Regions from separate parts of the Mus musculus genome. Here regions 2 and 3 are each linked to region 1. A link is a contact called in public Hi-C data. All regions are on one chromosome and are shown on one strand. The core of a region is the stretch at or near the end of the contact, and the rest is flanking DNA. Distances in the headings are between cores, read along the strand shown.

Region 1 (4,305 bases), core at 460-2,959:
CCTCTTAGTGTGCCCCATCCCTGTGTGGTGCGAACAGCCTGAGTGCCCAGAACTTCCCCTGTTATTCCAGATGTGGTGGACCAGCCGTCATTTGCCTGGTGAAACTGTGTCATTAGCTCCAGAGGGAGGTGGCCAGTCTTTGCCTTCGTTCAGCCTGGCGTGCCTTTTGACTCTGTTGCCCCTGTATGAGGCAGGCGCGCCCAGCAGGTTGTTTGGTAGCCAAGAACTGTATCTGGTTTGGGTTGTGCACACTTCTCTTCTAACAATGCACCTTCTTCATCTGCGTGTACTTTGCACACACACCCCTCTGTGAGCAAACCACGTAGCAGTCTGAGACCCCTACCTACACTGACTTCACGGATACTCCTCTCCAAACATTAAGTGTAAATTTCTCTGTGTCCGTAAGATAACCAGATTTTGGCAGTTTTTATTCAAATATATTGCCAACAAATCTGGGTCAGAAGAGCAGCAGGCTGATCAGGCCAGAACTAGATTTCAGTGCATGCGCATAAGGCAAACCGTGTTCTCAAAGCTAACCTTTATGGGGAGCTCCTAACTTACTGCCTAGCATCTATGCATACTTGGGCACACATGTGATTAAATGAGATGCATTCTGGGAAGGGACATGGGCAGTGGGATTATATGATCTAATTTCTCAATCAAAATGGAGACCCGCCCAAACCACACCCCATTGTAGCAATCTCTCTTTCCTTTACATCCCATAAAAAGATACCCTAGGCTGAAACCTGGGTCCCTTGAGTACCCTAAAGAAGTGGCCTAGTGTTCCCTCATCTTTTCTATTGGTTTGCCTGAAGTAAACTTTCCTTGATACTTTTGAAAATTTGTGGGGGCTTTTATTTCAAATCTTCGAATAAGAGTAGGTCAAGAACCTTCGAAACATTTGGGCCTGTCCCCAACCATGGATACTATTTAATAGTTCTTAGCTCTGCAGCCTGGGTAGAATTGGGCTGGTAACATCTATGGAATAAATCCTGTTGTGTCTGGGTATAGTTTTTACCCAGAGAGCTCATATCTTGGTGCTTGGGATGGTGATAAAAGGAGCAGTGGAACCTTTAAACTGTGGTCTCCATCCTATCCCATCCCGTTGCTATGGTGACACCATCTGCCAAGAGGTTCTTATCTGAGCTGAGCGATATCCTTGAACATCCAGAACTCTGAGCTCAATAGACCACCTTTCTCACTAAAAATAACTTGCCTAGGGGATTTTACTCATAGCAACAGAAACAGATTAATACAGTGGAGAAGAAGATATATAGGAATCTATGAGGCTAAAGTCTGGTCCTACGTAGAGAGAGCAGTTTGCAGGGAACAGATTGCCACAATGTGACCCAGCACATCTGACTGTTCAAACCCACAGTCCACTCCTAGAAGGCTATGGACATGTGTCCTTGCACTGTCCTACGATCCAGAGAAGCTGGGATCCTGAGCTGGGTGAAGTCTCCCACAGGGAACAATTCCAACCCATGTGACTATAGCAGCAGTGAGCTGGGTGAGAACACACAGCCTGAGCAGCTGGGCCTAGACCCAATATTGCAATCTGTCTGGGGCCTCAGATGATGAGGTTGTGAAGGAATGTCTGCGGAGGTAGGTGGGTGTGGCCTGGGAGCCTGGATGGCACCAGTTGCTAGGCTTTCTAGCCCTGGCTGCCAGCATCCTTCCTGGCCAGCTCAGTGCACACACATCTGGAGGCAATTGTCTGAAGCTGCTGGGGTGGGGCCCAGGCTGTGGCTGGAGCTTTGTGCTGTGCAGACCACACAGGGTCCTCACTTGCTCTGGTACTTACTCCACGTGGATCAGGAAGGCAGAGGAGAAAGAAAGAAAGAGAGGCATGTGGGTGGGAGGATGTGGGATGCACTCAGCACATCTCTTTCTTCGGAAGACTTTTTGGCTTTCCCCAGCGAATCAGAAAGTCCAAGGGAGGAAGCTGACTGCACTCTAGCCACACCATGTCTAAATCAAGCAGAACCACAGCACACATGTTTTTACTTTTAAACTCATCAAAGGAACTTCTGGCCTGTACAGAGTCCTAAAAATACACCCTGATCTCTCCTCATGCCCCACCCTCTCCTCTGATTTCTTTTTTCCCCCGCCGTCGTGACTTGAACACTGTTGGCAGTGTGCTCTCTTTCTCTCGTTTTAAGCAGCAGGGCCACATTCAAAAGTTCATACCAAATAAATCTACTGAGGGTCAGTAGGACAGACGTGGGGTTCTGCTGGGAGAAACAACTTGTTCTTTGGTACAGAGGGTGTTAGCACTAGAGAAAACCCAGCCTAGAGAGGAGCAGGGATTTATTTTCAACTCACAAAAGATGTCGGACTGCAAGCGCTACCCCATGAGTTGCTATCCCCTCTCTGGGATAACTGGGATTGTGTCTTATGTGGGATGAAACCTCATCAAGGCGAAGCAAGGAGGCTTTGTGGTGGGAGGCATCAGGCAGGGCTGGAAGAGAGAAATCCTGTCCTGGTTGCCTGGATTCAGTTTCCTAACTCGTTTATTTGGCCACAATGAACTCTCAGGTCCCCATTTGGAAACTGTAATGGAACAGGAGCACCACTGTCTTAGTCACGGTTTCTATTCCTCCACAAAACCTCATGACCAAGAAGCAAGCTGGGGAGGAAAGGGTTTATTCAGCTTACACTTCCGCATTGCTGTTCATCCCCAAAGGAAGTCGGGACAGGAGCTCACACTGGGCAGGAACTTGGAAGCAGGAGCTGATGCAGAGGCCATGGAGGGGTGCTGCTTACTGGCTTGCTTCCCCTGGCTTGCTCAGCCTGCTTTCTTATAGAACCCGGGACTACCAGCCAAGGGATGGGCCCAGCCAAGGGATGGCACCACCCATAATGGACTGAGCCCTACCCACTTGATCACTAATTGAAAAAAAATGCCTTACAGCTGTTTTTCATTTCCTCAAGGGAGGCTTCTTCTCTGTGATAACTCCAGCTTGTGTCAAGCTGACACACAAAGCTAGCTAATACAGTCACTAACATTTGTGACTTACTGAGCAATGAGTACGTAAACCCCCCCATATCTCATTTCATCTGATCTTCCAGTTTCAGGCAGGCACTGGGGATTCTAGGCTGAAGAAAAGGAAAGCCAGGCTCCGGCAGATGAATTGACTTCTCTAGGATGTGCAGTGAGTTCAAACCCAGCCCACTGGTGACTCTTACCTTCGTATTGGTTGCCATTTTCTTTGTTCCATAGGCTAGAGGTGAGAGTTCACAGAAATCTTGGGTAGGGTAAGGTAGAAAGGCCTGCGATCACCATCAGCGTGGCAGAGCCCTGTGAGACATGGAGGTAGAGGATCGGGGCAGAAAACATCTCTTGCTGGCCCTCTTCCAGCTTGCCTTCTTTTTCCCTTGTCTTCTTTTTCTGTGGGGTACCGCAGCCTCTGGAGCTGAGTCCTAGCTCCTCCCGCATCTCCTGACTCCCAGAGGACATCTGAGATAACTCTGAGGTAATCTGTGGCTATCAAGGTGTCAGTGGATGAACCTTTTGGATCAGGTACCTCGGTTGAGCCAGCGAGGTTCCTGGGCAGCTTCTGAAATCTAGTCCTGGGGATGGCTTGATCCGCTGGCTGCTCCTGCTTCTGTCAAGGCACAATCAGATTGCACAGTTCCCACAGTGAGAGTGCACGTGACCAGCTCTCTTCCACTACCCAGCCCCTTTCCTGGTGGCTGACCTGCCTAGGACCTTCCAAGTGGCTGACAAGAGGTTGGGGAAGACAGTCTGTGGCCAGTGCCCATGACTTTCTAGGTAGCAAGGACAGCACTGGGCTGCCCTAAACTGGAGTTACAGAGGACAGAACTCCAGATTGGCAGCTGGCTTGGGTGGGGCTCTTCCTAGGTGTCACTGACCAAGTGGATGAGCTAGGGACTTCTCAACCAATCTTCTCTAGCTTGGGGACCGGGTGGAATCCATGTTCTGAGCCCAGTGCTGCCTACTGCTGCGTGCACATATTACTCGACCAGGCTAAAAACATTTCGTCCTTCTTCAGAGCTGGGCATTTATCTAGCGCAGATGAGATAAGGAAGGCAGGGTTGCAGGAGGTTTGATGCTGGGAATTGGAGGGCAGCTCAGCCTCCGTGTGGAGCAGCTGCGTGAGGTCTGCAGCACATTGTGTTCTGGGGCGCCAGATGAAACAGTATTGGAAGAGAATTACAGGTTTTCTTTGTGGGCAGCAAGCAGACAGAGCATTCCCAGGTTTCTAGGCTCCTTTCCCCCTCTCCACCCTGGCTTGGGGCTGGAGGGATCGCTGTTATTGACTGTTGGAGCGTTTGTGTGCT
Region 2 (4,305 bases), core at 1,306-3,805, 210 kb after region 1:
TGTTCATTGTATCAGTGCTCCACATTGTTTTGTTAGCTTTGCTATCCTGCCCCCTGCACATCCATCCTGTGTCCTCCCATTTGTTTCTCTGCCTTTTGCTCTTCTTCTCCCTTGGCATCTGGTCATCATGGTCCAGGCTGAACTTCTCTGGAAAGTCTGTCTTCTGGGAATGTATCCCTTTGGTTACAGTGCCTCCTGCTACCCAGATGTCTGGAGGTTGCTTCAGGGGGCCAACTGGGACGCAGACAATAGAGACAGGCTGGGAACCCTGGGTAGAAGGGGTGGAATATCAATTTTAGGCAAAGCAAGGGAATTAATTTGGAGGAGTGATCAGGGCAGTAGGGGTGCTAAAAGGATCTGGAATGTTAGTGAGGCACTTCAGAGTGGGAGGGGGAAGAAAAGAGCTGGGTAGAAACTCATCCAATTTCAAAGGTACTCAAGCAAGTCCCCTTTCCTGCTTCTTATCCTGTTCATTCAAATACATGAGTTAGGGTCTGGGATGTAGCTCAGCCAGTGGAGTGCTTGCCTAACAGGGCTGAGGTCCTGGTTTCTATAACCAGCACCCCATAAAACTATACGTGCCAGTAATTCCAGCATGAGGGAGGTAGAGGCAGGAGGACCAGACGTTCAAGGTCACCCTCAGCTATGCAGGGAATTGCAGGCCAGCCTGCCTTAAAACCAAAACATATAACATACACCACCTGGCTCAGTCTCTCAGCCAACTCCACCTCCAGGGGTGCCTCTTGGGGAACCTTTTCCCAGCAAGCTCGTTTGAAGCGTAGGGTATGCTAGAATAAGACCTTCTCTAGACAGCAGCTAAGCCCTAAATAAATATTCGGCAGTCATTTGCATACTGAGTCAGGCTGGTTTTCGTCATGATGGGGATTCCAGAAAAGGTTCTGGGACACTCGGCTTCTCAAACATGTCTGTAGAACAAAGGAAGGAACGCTTGCTGTAGCTCTCCACGTGCTCCTTCAGTGTCTTTACTAGGACTGCTCCTCCTCCAACAGGGCCTTCGGAGAAGAAAGGGCATGACTGATCTCGTCACCACCGTGGGCCCTATGCTGATCCCAAGAGCTTCCTTTCGCTCATAAAAACACAAATGAAAAGTACAGATGTGACCTTTCAAGGATGACACTTGAGATCTGAAGGAGCCAAGTCAAGCAACAGGAAGACGCCCACTGGAGCTTTTGAAAACTGAGGCTACGGTGCAGGCATGTTCAGAAGCCATGCTTATCCCCGTAGTTCCGTGAGGTGCACAAAGCAGTATGGTTATCTCTACCAAGATTTGCAGTCTCCACCTTTTCCTGGGTCCCCTCTCATGGCAAATAGCTGCTTCAGTTGCCACCACTAAAGCATTTTGTTACTTGTAAGTTCAGGTTTTATGATTCTAACTAAAATTTCAGACTTCCTCTGGAGACCCTGGCATCTCAGAGTACCTGGGGGACCTGAGAACTGGTTGACAAATGACTGAAAAAGTCAGAGGAATGCAGAGCCTCAGTGGGAAACGGAAGGATGCTCCTGAAAGAGGTAGAAAAAGCAGAGACTATTTAAGTTCTAAACACAGTGAGCCACTTCCCTCTCCACCTCATTCCTCTATCCTCCTTCTCTCACCCTCCCTTTTCCTGTTTTCCTTCCATCCTTTTTTCCTTCTTTTATTTCTGGCCAATAGGAGGAGCCCAGGCCAGGAGATAGGCGTCCTAATAAGCTATGCTTCCAGCTTAGCATTATGTTGCACCCTCAGGTTGCAGCAGGAAATGACACATGGTCCCTTTGCATGACATGATATTCTGAAGCTCTCTGTCCAGTTTGAGTGGGAAGGGTGTGTTCAGCAGCCAATAACTGTGCACATAGGAGTCACTGTGCACATAGGAGTCACTGTGCAGACACCCTGCTTTACATCCAATAGCTACAAAAGAAGCCCCTGGGCTAAGAACTGTAAGATCCACTGTGCAGAGAAGCAAAGGGGTCACAGAGGGGTACAGAGCAAAGGTCCTGGGTCAGCAATAAGGTATGTGAACTCAGGGCCAGGAGACAGCAGAGTGGGTGGGACCGAGTAAGTTGGAAGACACCGGTGCTGAGAATGGGGTCTAGGTTAGGAAGGCAGCGAGTGGTGCTGTGGTAGAGCAAGTGGTGAAAGATTTGCTCAGACACTCATGTACACCTATGGAATCCTAAGTAGATGCTCGTGAATGACCTAAGAAGGCACTGTCTCCCTGAGTGGAGAAAGAACTTAAGGGACAGAGGAGACATGTGTTGGAGGATGCCCCTAAGGTCACAGAAGCTGAGTGGGAGAAGGGCGAGAATGGGAAGAGGAAGAGAGGAAAGAAGACTGGTTGGGAGCTCCAAGTCCTGGATTCCGCTGTTGGCCAATGCAGGGATCTGGTCCTCAGTTTCCCCATCTATCAAAAGGAACTATTCTCAAACACTCTCTCTGTTCTGAGAGCCCTGGAAGGTCTGTGTGCTCCAGGATCTTCAAGCTCTTCCGAGGTCTGTGCCTGTTTGCTTTGCCCATTACAGTGGAGAAACCCTCACTGAAAAAGAATTTATAAATACACTCTGCTTTTTGACTTGGAGACATTTTTATTTTTTTTCCAACTTTCCAAAGTTCTGTTAATAGTTTAAGTGTGTGACTATCTTCCATCCTTGCTTCTTGGTGGGAGGTGGTGGGTGAGGGTGTTACGTTATTAATAAAATAGGAATACATTAGAGTATTTATTTTCATGTAACTTATGCAGGAAACATGATCTTTTGTGAAGCTTTTTTTGGGGGTGGGGCCTCAAACCTCTGGAAGCTCTAGATAAAGCTGAGGTCTTAGTTTGCAACAAAGCTCTTGACCCCTTGTGGTTTTTGGTTCTGTTTACTCTTGGCAAATATTTCGGGTTCAAAGGGAGATGCCTTAAAAGCTGTACTGGAAAAGTCTATAAAATCTGAACGCATCTTTGACATCAAAAAGCTCTTTCAAAGCCGCGGTTTGGTGGAGTAAATAGGAATGCCTCACAAACCATATGGGATGCATTTTCCATAACTGCTCTGCACTTGAATAACAAAGGAGAAAAGTTCTTGGCAAAGGGAGTCTGGGATTTTAATGACCCTTAAATATTTGGCTTCCTAGCCAGATGTGTTTTACCAGGCTGAAAACCCCGGTGGATAGACCCTGCCTCTCTCTCTGGCAAAACATAAGCTAACAGGGTGCCGCTGTTTGTGAAAAGATGTTTGCGCTTCATTGCAGAAAGCTTAATTCACCATGATTTCCTTAATTATCTACCCCTCCTCCAAACTGGCAGAACTCCCAGCATGCCTCAGAGCATCCATTCCGTTCCGTTCTGATCTGAGACTACAAGCTATTTGCGAGGAAGCCACAGAAACATCCCTACTTATTTGAAGTTGGGACCAAAGAGTTGAGACACAGATTGGGTTGGTTCTCCTTGAAGGACGTGGAGCAGGGTGGGTAGCTCAGACTCGTCTTGAGCGGCTATTCTTACCCTGACTGGAGGAGCTAAGGCAGTTCCTGCATGCTTTAAGATAAAACACGACAACACCCAGCCTGGGCTCTTCCCATCAAGTTTAGTTTCTGATTAGGAAGGAGCTCACCTGTTCTATAGATGAGTACTATAGACTATGAGTACATAGTACTCCGAGGGAGTACTAAGACTCCCTCAGAGTCATTTGGGAAGTCCATGCCTGGCTGCTTCGGGTGCCTTCCTGTTATTCGATACATTTGTGCTTGGGTGTATTAGTGGCTTTATCTCCTTCTGTGACAGAATACTTGACGAAACCAACTTAAAGGAGGAGCAACTTAGTTGGGTCTGCAGTCCTAGGTGAGAAAGTCAAGATGGCAGGAGCTTGTGGCAGCTCCCTGCATTGTATCCCCAGTCAGGGAGCAGAGAGTACTGAATGCTGTTGCTTAGTCGCCTTTGCCCCAGCCCCCTCCCACCCCTGCTTTTTAGGAGATCCCAGCTCATGGAATGGGGCTTCTCATTTAACCAGCCTAGAAACTTCTCCACAGACACACTTAGATATTTAGTTCTAGCTGGCAGTCAAGATTAACAGTTGATGGTCAGTGGTCCTCATCTCTACAGCAACCCAGAACTACTGTGCCTCTCATGTACTGACAGGTAGGTTGCTATCCCCGCAAAAGCTTCCCCGATAAGAGATAGACAGCTGCCGTTTCAGAAGGGGTGGAACCACAACCCAAAGACCAGGAAGCTGATGTCCAGTAGATATCAGAACCAAGACTAGGACCTACCCAAGTCATCAACAGTGTGGGTCCTTACTGGCTTGCTTACAAAACTAGGACAAAGG
Region 3 (4,305 bases), core at 1,003-3,502, 140 kb after region 1:
AGAAATGAAAACCGAAATGGAGCAGGGCTACATCATGATTCTGGTGTTCATTATTAACACGTGATAGGCGTCAAATGGGAGACTTTCATTTTCTTCTTTTTTTCCCTTTCTTCCCCTTTCCTTTTCCTTCTCTCTGCTCTTCCTCTTCCTCATCCTCACTTCCTTCTCCTCCCTACCCCTTCCCAGGCAGTGTCCGGCAATGGAGCCTACGGTGGCTTTGAACTCTATCACTCCTCCCTCAGCCTTCCAAGTGGTGCTAGGATCGCAGGCATGTCGACTATACCTGGTGGGATCCAGATTTCTTTAAGAAACAAGAAACGGAACCTACTATTTGTATCAGTTCTTTGAGAACTACATGCATGTGGTCACTGTATTTTGATCATATTCATTTCTGTTTTCCCCCATTGCCTTCAATAACTTTGTGTCCTCTTCCCCACCCCCTCATTATCCACCAAGTCAAACTTGGGCCACTCATGTACTCGTGTACGGGACCACCTGATAGAGTGATTTGCCGATGAAGGAAAACTGACTCTTCCCTCCCAGAAGTCATCCACTGTCAATAGGTCCTCATCTAAGGGTGGGAACTTGAGAACTTCCCCCACTCCAAGCTGGAATGATGACTAACTGGTCTCGTGTAGGCATTGTGCAGGAGCCACGGCTGCTGTGAGTCCATGAAGCAATGGTCTCATCAAGTCCTTAAGACCCGGCTTTCCCCAGTCTTGAGCTTACAGTCTGCCCTCTCTTACGTGAAGATCTAGGTTTCTTAGCCATGTCTTTACAGGTATGGCCTCAATCTGCTGAGAGCTCAGCCGTCATGAGGCAGTTTTGCCTCTGGATAACAGTGATTCGGGGTGATTCCAAAAGCCACAGATCTGTACCTAGAGGTGTTCTTGTCCAGGATGAATTTTTCAAATGGTTTGCCTTTCCCTTTAATAGCAGAAAAATCTTAATTTCAAGTGCTAGCTTACACAGATATGGACCTTCTCTATAGAAGTTCAAGGCAAGTCCAGGGCAGACTTAATGATTCCCAATGATTAAGAGGGGCATATCTGGATATCTGCATATGCTTAAGACATAGTCTGATGACTTATTTCTTCACAAGGGAAAGGGAAGTGTTGGTTCTATACTTTTCTGCCTGGATCCCTTTCTGCTTTGTCGGTCAAGGCAGACTGTTACCTGTGACTCATGGTAGCATATGTTTTAAAAGCCTGTCTGCAGAGATCATGAGGGAGATTATGCTACAGGTACTACAGCTTTCCTGTTTGGGTTTTGTGTTTGTCTGTGGAAGTTTCTGGTAAGGTGATAGACATATCCAGGTTGGAGTGAGTGTTTCCTGTTTGCCAGGCACACCTGTGAATGTGTCCCATATGTGGCACACAGCAATTGGAGGAAGTGGAAGCTCTTTGCAGCTGCTTATTACTGTTAAAGAAACTCTAGTTCAAAGAAGTTGACTCATGCATACATGTTCACACAGTGAGAAAAGAGAAGATCTTGGCTTTGTACCCTGATGGGGAGACACCAGAGCCCACACTCTTGAGCACAATTACCTGGCATTTTTTTCAAGCCTACCTTGATGCAGTTATACAAAGGCAGTTCACCTTTCTTCCTCTTCCCTTACTCTCCATCCATCTTCCTTTCTCTCCTACCTCAATGGAGAAAGCCCGATCTATTCCCTCACCTCCCTAGGAATCCCAGTCACTCTGATACACCTGTCCCCATCCCAGCTTACATGGAAACAGCATCAGCCTGTTCTTGGTGTCTTGGTATAGAAAAGATAGGGCAGGGAGTTTATGCATCCAAGTTTGCAAAGAATGTGCAGAGAAAACGACTTGTGGTGCATGATCCAAACACCAGGCCCCACCCGCCCCTGCCCCTGAGCTCAAGACTGTGTGTTGTGCTCCTGGGAGCAGCTGGGTCAATGTTTGAGGAAGAAATCTCCTTTTAAGGAGAATTGAGCTGGCAGATGTTCCCAGCTCCTTCCAAGCCAAGGCACTGGGCTTCTGCCAACACTTTTTTGAGACGGAAGACATGTTGGCAAATAGTTTAGGCAAATCATGATGCCTCTAAGATCATCTGTTTGTCTGCCAGGGCCACTGCCCCCACCACTCTTCATGGTTCCTGTCACAGATCTCTCATTGCCATTGCATCCAGATCTGGTCAGATGAAAGAGGATACCTGCAATCCTAACAATCAGGGGAAGGCAGGGCCTGTCTTGAGTGTTGGGCTCGGTGAGCCTCACACTGGATCTCTGTAGTAGTGCCAGGTTTAAACAGCAAGCTTCCTTTTTGGCACCTTTAGCTTAGGAAGGATGGTCACCCAAGGGAGGACCAGGCAGCTTTGCCGACTTGGCATTGGAGACTGGAAGTGTAGCGTGTGGGTGTGGGAGGGCAGTATTTTTCAAGCCGTGATTAAATTCCTTAGCCAGGACAGAGAATCTGTGTCCTGGTTCTTCACACTGCTTACTTTGCCCTTGCATTAATAAATGCACACGTGTTCTGCACACCCCCTTTTCCCAGCGCGGCTCCACAAGTCACTAAGTTGCTTCGCAGCTGGGTTGTGTGTCGAGCATGGAGGAGTGCCGTACAGCAGCTCAGGAGGGGCTGCTGGGGGTTGTGGATCAGAAGACATAGGCCTCGAAGTGTGGAAGAGGGCCTGGTGCCAGCCACCAGAAGAGAAGCATGGAACAGTTGAGTTGAGACACATAGCAGAAGCAGATGTTAGGGGAATGAACAGAGCAAAGTCTCATTGCTAGAATTACTGAAAGTGGGCGACAGATCCTCAACTCCACGAAGTCTAAGGAAAAGAGGGGGTATGACGGGAAGTTTTAGGGTGGCCACACCCTTGAAAAACATTGCTCTCTGCATGTCCACCACCATGCCTGTGCCCACTCTCCCATCTTCTGGGAACCTGTCTAGAAAGGCCTTCGAATGATGTGCTGCCTCCCCGCCTTTTGTGATCTTGACCCTACTCATGCCTTTCTAGTTCTAGCCCTATCAAAATCCCTGGTTTTACATCTTTATCCTTTAGCTGTAACTTGGAAAGTCCTAAGAAAGGACCCCACTCACGTGAGTTACACGGATACCTTGGGCTTTAAGTTCATCTCATACTTAAGTGACTAGTTAGAACTGAGTAATGGCCAAGACTCACTCAGTTTCACTCTACATGAGATGTGTCTTACGAGGTCCGTATTCTAAGAACATAACACAGGGCTTAGCACACAGGGGAAAGGAAACATAGCCTCCTTACATGAAGATTACATGGATTCTCTCCTTCTTCAACATTGATGATGGGTTACACCACCTTAAGACTGAGTTCTATGCTATCTTTCAGAATCCTTGAATCTTCAATCAAACCTGGATAAACAAAGACATGCTTTTGATACAAACCTGGCTGGGGAGATTTTTCTTCAAAGAACTGCTGACTGCATTCAATGGCTTGGCGAGGGGACTGTTTTTCCATCTTGGCTCTGCCTGCTAGAGATGGGAGAGGAGAATGTGTTTAGAAAGCTGGTGATGAATGAGGTGGAGACAAACAGCTTTAGCCTGTGTGTTCCAGCCTGGGTCCAACCTGTATGAACAAGATGCCAGGCCCACACACAGGCTCTAGGTTCTGATGCTGAAAGAGACTAGATGGTGATGCTCATTGGAGATGAGGTGTTTGTGGAGCTGGGGGAGCAAGCCAATCACTTCTCTTCGTCTCCAGGAACTGAAATGGGCTAGGAAAGAATTTTGCCACAAGATAGAGCTAGAGCTAGGCATGTAGGTAGGCAGATAGGTAGCTAGCTAGATGATAGATAGATAGATAGATAGCAATGAGGCACCCTGCAATGGATTCATATTGTGGGCAGATGTTATTCGGTCCTTAGGCCAGTAAGCCTCAGACTTGCCATTTGAAACTTTATCTGAAACCTCCCTGGTGAAGATGTAACTTAACAAATGTTAAGTTTCATTTAAGTCAGTGTGAACATGGGATTTATCCATCATATAGGAAAAGTTATGCTAGATTCACTGTTTTTAAATGAGTGTATATAGTTCTGGAGTCTCAGAGCAACTGTATGCTCAGGGTTGGGATTGTGAGATGAGGAGGGCACCAGCTTGATACTGAATTTGGATCTCATCAACAACTGATGGTGAAGGGGGAAAGATGCAAGCTCAGGATTAACCAGGGTAGAGTCTTTATCTGCAACTCCATCTTGTTGGCCTGTGGAGAGGACTAAAGAAGCCTAAGGTGTGGAAGCTTTTATTCTGAGTGAACTACTGATGTATATATGGAAGCTTAGTAGGTGGGCAGAAATCTGAACTGCCA

What was found. Hi-C and Micro-C count contacts between places; a contact is called where the count stands out from the background.
Region 2: a contact with region 1 is called in a Hi-C map of uterus, with 6 times the contacts expected there. The contact joins two enhancer-like sites. A contact is called at or near these places in 18 of 484 Hi-C or Micro-C datasets (adipose-derived mesenchymal stem cells, cerebellum, embryonic fibroblasts and 8 more) and 2 of 115 datasets of contacts at active chromatin or transcription factors (craniofacial prominence and embryonic fibroblasts).
Region 3: a contact with region 1 is called in a Hi-C map of uterus, with 4 times the contacts expected there. The contact joins two enhancer-like sites. A contact is called at or near these places in 4 of 484 Hi-C or Micro-C datasets (embryonic stem cells and uterus) and 3 of 115 datasets of contacts at active chromatin or transcription factors (the NIH/3T3 cell line and embryonic stem cells).

The regions. Positions count from the first base shown.
Region 1 is chr8:104,020,630-104,024,934 of GRCm38.p6, reverse strand. All of the region lies in intron 1 of Gm32728 (a long non-coding RNA gene), which reads left to right. Among named protein-coding and RNA genes, the nearest start is that of Gm32728, 14 kb to the left of the region's middle. Within about 2 kb of position 1,709, at least 93 of the 459 cell types and tissues checked have an H3K27ac peak or open chromatin away from gene starts, as enhancers often do. A contact at or near this core is called in craniofacial prominence, palatal mesenchyme and uterus, where this site is marked.
Region 2 is chr8:103,813,016-103,817,320 of GRCm38.p6, reverse strand. No RefSeq gene overlaps it. Among named protein-coding and RNA genes, the nearest start is that of Gm39235, 92 kb to the right of the region's middle. Within about 2 kb of position 2,555, at least 39 of the 459 cell types and tissues checked have an H3K27ac peak or open chromatin away from gene starts, as enhancers often do. A contact at or near this core is called in craniofacial prominence, palatal mesenchyme and uterus, where this site is marked.
Region 3 is chr8:103,878,953-103,883,257 of GRCm38.p6, reverse strand. No RefSeq gene overlaps it. Among named protein-coding and RNA genes, the nearest start is that of Gm32728, 160 kb to the left of the region's middle. Within about 2 kb of position 2,252, at least 17 of the 459 cell types and tissues checked have an H3K27ac peak or open chromatin away from gene starts, as enhancers often do. A contact at or near this core is called in uterus, where this site is marked.